Linked DNA regions of Sus scrofa: region 1 is linked to region 2. A link is a contact called in public HiChIP or PLAC-seq data. All regions are on one chromosome and are shown on one strand. Each heading gives the region's core, a stretch centred on a gene start, on an enhancer-like site or on the middle of the called end of the contact. The rest is flanking DNA. Distances are from core to core; before and after follow the strand shown.

Region 1 (2,806 bases), core at 126-2,625, 200 kb after region 2:
CTAAACCCATCAGGCCCTTTGCTTTGTTCCTTACTTCTCCAAAGGTAGATAGCATAATTCCCATTGCTTAAATAATAATCAGTAGTCAGGGAGGTCGGTAAGCTGCCCCAAAGCGGAATATATTAATGTGCAGAGCTAGTATTCAAATCCAGGTCATCTCTGCTCCAAGGCTAGGGCTAGAGCACGCGGTTTTCACAATCACTTGAAAGTCAGTCTCAGTGCACCCTGACATGTGGGAGATCTGCTCTAACCCACTGGCATTTGGGATATTAATTCTAACTATGTAAAACGCCACTATTCTAAGAATGACTTTCCCAATCTCCCACTGCATTTTTTGGCTTTCATGAAAAACCCGGGTCATCTAAGCCCAACCCCAACCACCTCTCTCCCAGTTTGCAGGACAATCCGGAAAAATGGCACTGAGTGCTGGTCTAAAGTCTGGCCCGAGTGGCCCAACACACTTTTGCATAATAATAGGGGTCGTTATAAAGAAAAGACTACACCCCTCCCCCCCAGCTCACTGCAGTAGCTGTAAAATTTGTTAATAAAAACATAAAGCACCAGATATCGATCCTCTCCATACCTAAAAGCTTATAAACAGTCTCATTTTTTCAGAAAACTATCAAGAGAAAAACCCAGTGACCATCTGCCACTAGCATTTTACGAAGAGCGCCCGAACAGCATATAGATTCAGACCACACCACCCCCGGCTCCAGGCGCTTCCACGGGGAGGACACTCAAGTCCCTGAACAAAAGGCTAAAAAAGTCGTCAATCTCATAACGTGGCAGGCTCCTGGCCCCCAAGTAAAGTCTTCGAGAACCAAAAGCCCACATGCCCTTTTCGAGGCTCGGAACGTCCCCCGCGTCGCAGCCAGCCCGAGGTCGAGCCGCGATTTCTACAATGCCCTCCTTGTCCCACAAAGACAGTTCGGTGTAGGAAAAACAGGAATCCTTGTCCGCCTGAGCAGCAGCCAAAAGCAGAGAGCGCCCCCTCGGACCACGCGGCGCCAGCGCAGCCGGCCCCTCCCCATCTCGCACGCTCGCTCGCTTCCCGCTAGGCCCGCGGACTGGAGCCCGCGGACTGAAGCGGTGGCCAAACTCGATCTCACATAGGAAAAGCTTTAAAAACGGTCCCGCACCTCGACGCAACCCGCAGCGCCAGCGAGCTCGCAGAGACCTCAGGTCTCCTGAAGCTACCCCGGAGCCGATGGCAACGGATGGACTTACCATGGCGAGGAACTAATTCAACCGCACACAGGACGGCGGAGAAGAGCAGAGAGAAGGAAGCAGACGGAAGGACGCGTTTAGAAGGCGCCGTAGGGGGCGGGGCTTAGGGAGGTGACGCCGTGCGCGACCACCGCCCCCTGGAGGCCCCTCCCTGAGCGTGCTCCCCTGGGGCCGTGGGAAACTGCGCTCGTTCGTGCGAAATGGAAGCCGTTTTGCTTCACTTCCGTAAGTAGGTTCCGCAGGAGCCTGTTAGTGTGCCAAGGGACTTTGTGTCATGGGTGAGGCAGACAGTCTATGGTAAACGCCGTGACAGAAACCCTTCCGAAGGGCCGAGGAGCGGAGTGGGCAGGGCTATTTCCAAGGGAAGCGGGGCAGACGTCACGCCCGCGCGCAAGGGACTTCGGTCCTGCGTTGGGAGGGAGCGCGCCGAAGGGCGGGGGGGTGGCCGTGGGTAGCGGCGGGGGTGGCGTGAAGGTACCGGGGTGTTGGAGGAAAAGGAGGAATTATCGGGGGGGGGGGGGGCTGGCCAGGTGGGCCGTATAACTATGGACAGCCATTGGGTTTTAGCCAATGCAAGAGGTTGCCAATCAAGGATTTTTTTTCCTCCCAGTTTAATTGAGATGTAATTCACATACAGCACTGTATTACCAATTAAGGCTTTAAATGAAGTAAGTTCTGGACGGAGCCGTTTCCTTGACTGCTAGGAAATCCAGACTGACTTTGTAACCTACCTTTGACCACAACGGGAACTCCTCTTCTCCGCATTTAAAAGCAGAGACCTCTGTGTATCTTTGTCACTTCAAGATTTTTTGCACCAACAGGTTAAGGTAAGGGTTTTTAACTTGGGGTCCACAAGGGTCAATGCTTAGAATTCATAGTGTATCGTTGTACAACTATAAACATAATAAAATTCAGAGTTAAAAAAAGAATTCACAGAGTACACGAACTTGGATTTAAAAAAGTCACAACTTCGTTTTCATCAAACTCTGAAATGTAGCGCTTTATTTACAAATGTAGGCAACAAACTACCTGGTCAACAAATCAGATGGTTTTATATCACACTGCAGTTGATACAGGTGTCTTAAAATATCATATATACATACACTAGTCACTAATTTGAAATTACAGTAGCTTTTAGATCTACAACACAGAACTGTGTTAATCCTCTATGTTGCTACAGCATACATTTCTTTTAGAAAAAAAATTGTCTTTTTTTTTTTTGGCCTTTTTTGGGCCAAACCCATGGCATATGGAACTTCCCAGGCTGGGGGTTGAATTAGAGTTGCAGTTGCCAGCCTGCAACACGAGATCTGAGCTGCGTCTACAACCTGCACGGCAGCTTACAGCAATGCTGAATCCTTAACCCACTGAGAGAGGCCAGGTATTGAACCCTTGTCCTCATAGATGCTGGTCGGGTTTGTTACCAGTGAGCCATAATGGGACTCCCTTAGAAAATATTTATTTTGAGCGGAGTTCCCAGGTAGCCTAGCAGTTAAGTATCTGGCATCATCATTACTGTGGCACAGATTCCTTCCCTGGCCTGGGAACTTCCATATGCCACCGACACAGTCCCCCCCCC
Region 2 (2,777 bases), core at 231-2,730:
AGTGAACAAGGAGAAGAGTGCTAGAAGATGAAGTCTGAGAGGTAGCTGAAGGCTTGATCACAAAGGGACTTGGTATGGACTTTGGTTTTTTTTTCTTGGTGGTACAGGAAAACACTGGTTTGGAATGGGGCTCTGGGACAAAGAGTGGAGAGCAAGAGACTATTGTGGCAATTCAGGTGCGGGATGGTGGTAGCTTGGACTAGAGTGGTAAAATGGAGGTGGTAAGTAGTCAGATTCTGGATAGATTTGCAAGGAAGCACTCGCAGAATGTGTTGATGGACTCGATGGAGAAACCAAGAATGATTTTGTGATACTGGGTGAATAGCGGTACCACCGACTGTGATAAGGAAGTCTGAGAGGGACAGTGGAGAGCAGAAAGTAGGGAAACATAAAGTTAATTCTGAACTTGGTTCTTTGGGAGGCCTATTAGACATCCACAAGGAGATGCTAAATAGGCAGGTGGAGTTGGACAAGTGCAGGTTAAAGAGGAACTTTTGGGAGTCATCAGCATATAGATGGTAGTTAAAGCTTGTGGATGGCTGAGATCGCCCAAGGAGTGAGTACAGATACAGAACAGGTGAGAGGACTGAGCCGTAGAACCCTGCAAAGCCTAAAAGTCTGAGACAGAAAAAGGAGCCAGATGCTGAGAAGGAGCAAAATCGAGGTAGGAGGAAAATCAGGGGGGTATGGAGTCTTGGATGCAAATGGAAGTGTTTCAAGAAGGACGGTGTGATCATCTTAGTCAAATGCCACTGTGAGGGGGATTAAAATGAGCATTGATAATTGATCAGTGGAACTGGTAACACGTTCAGTTAGAAACTTTGACAAATATGGTTTAGATGGTGAGGTGAGAAGGAAAGCCTGCCTGAAGTGAGGGCAAGAAGGAATGGGAAGTGAGAATGCAGACAGCTCACACAGGCAATTCTTTTTAGAAGTTTTGCTATAAAAGAAGCAAAAGAATGAGGTTATAACTGGAGGAGAATGTAGGATCAAGGGAGGATTTTATTTTCACTTAAGAGTTATTACAACATCCTTGCATTCGGCAGAAAGGTTACAAAGTTCCTAAAAGCAGAATGGAAGTAAAGAAAGCATATTTTTGCTGAAGAAGGAATTTAGTTTTGAGGGAGGTCTGGATACAGAATCATAAGGTTAAACAGAAAAGCTGTCCTGGAATTGGGCGGGGATGTGTACGGAGGATTTTGATGGACAGGGAAATCTACAAAAAGACGCGGCTCCCAGATCACAGAATTTCCTCTGGAAGTTCGCCCTTCCAGACGCCCCCGGTTCCCGACTACTCACCCAACACCAGGACCATCTGGCCGCACAAACAGTAGTAGACGTGGAGGGGCTTCTCGCCGTCGTCATATTCCTCCCGGTCCCGGGTGTCGGAGCAAACTACTGACCGGGACACTACCTTAGGCATGGCTCAGAAGAGCAGCCGGAAAACGCAAAGCCAAAAATAAGGGTCGCCCAGAAATGACGTCAGGCGTGCGTCGCGGCTTTTCCTTTGGTTAAGGCTGGTCATGTGTCAGTGGTAGTCATGTGAACTTCTGGGCAGTCCCATTAGTTTAAGAAGGACGGGGGACGCTCTGAGTCTCTCAGAATCTCGTTTTCCTTGGCATAAGTTCCCTGGGACTGCTTTACTTGGGTCACCCTTAATCGTTTAAAGTATTCATTTATATTTCTATACACGTATACGTGTCTAGTTATATGTATAACTAGATATTCTTTGCAAAGGACTACATTTACACGGTGATATGCATAATACAGATCGTAGGTGTGCCTCTAAATATGATTTTTATTTTAATAGCTGTATTCAGGATGAGCACCTATTGAAGTAAAGGCATCTTTTAAAATTTTGAGATCTAATTCACCATAACATATAGTTCACCATTTTAAAGTGTATAATTCAGTGGAGTTTAGTGTATTCATGAAGTTTTGCGACCATCCTACTACCTAGCATTTTCATCATCCCCCAAAGAAATCCCATATCCATCAACAGTCACTCTCCCCACCTTTTCCCCTGCCCCTGGCAACCACTAATCTACGTTCTGTCTCTATGGTTTTACTTCTGGAAATTTTATACAAGTGAAATCATACAATCTGTGGTTTCTTTCACTTATGTTTTCAAGGTTCATCCATGTTGTACCATAACTCAGTAAAAATAATGAATCAGTAGAAAGGAACTTCATTTCTTTTGATGGCTGAATAGTATTCTGCTGTGTGGATCTACCACATTTTGTTTATTCATTCATCAGTTGGTGGACAATTGGGTTATTTCCACTTTTTGGATATAATGACTAGTGCTACTATGAACACTGGGGTACAAGTTTTCATGAGAATATATGTTCCTATGTTTTTATGTTTTGTGAGCTCATATGTTTTCTTGGGTATATACTTGAGAGTAAAATTTGATAACTAACATTTTTAATTTAAAAATGCATTTTTTTGTTTTGTTTTGTTTTGAACTTTTTGAGGAATTGCTGTGTTTTCCAAAGCAGGTTTATTACCTTACATTTTACATTTACCTCCAGCCATGTATGTGGGGTTTTGATTTCTTCATGTCCTCACCAGTAATTATCTTTATCTTTTTTTATTATGGCCATCCTGGTGAGTGTGAGGTGGTATCTCATTGTGATTTTGGTTTGCATTTTCCTGATGACTAATGATACTGAACAGCGTTACATATGTTTATTGGTCATTTATATATCTTCTTTGGACAAATGTCTGTTTTAATCCTTTCCCCATTTTTAATTGTTATTTTTTATTATATTATT

What was found. HiChIP or PLAC-seq counts read pairs in DNA pulled down with a chosen protein or histone mark.
Region 1: a contact with region 2 is called in an H3K27ac HiChIP or PLAC-seq map of alveolar macrophages. The contact joins the promoter of RPL39 here to the promoter of CXHXorf56 in region 2. A contact is called at or near these places in 1 of 47 Hi-C or Micro-C datasets (heart right ventricle) and 1 of 2 datasets of contacts at active chromatin or transcription factors (alveolar macrophages).

The regions. Positions count from the first base shown.
Region 1 is chrX:98,180,064-98,182,869 of Sscrofa11.1, forward strand. RPL39 (60S ribosomal protein L39) reads right to left here and starts at 1,376. Exons shown (of 3, transcript XM_005673863.3): 1 at 1,228-1,376. The coding sequence starts at 1,230. It overlaps LOC110257656 (a long non-coding RNA gene), which reads left to right and starts at 1,367. Exons shown (of 2, transcript XR_002340568.1): 1 at 1,367-1,452; 2 at 1,865-2,806.
Region 2 is chrX:97,984,801-97,987,577 of Sscrofa11.1, forward strand. CXHXorf56 (UPF0428 protein CXorf56 homolog) reads right to left here and starts at 1,481. Exons shown (of 7, transcript XM_001927356.4): 1 at 1,300-1,481. The coding sequence starts at 1,423. All of the region lies in intron 1 of UBE2A (ubiquitin-conjugating enzyme E2 A), which reads left to right.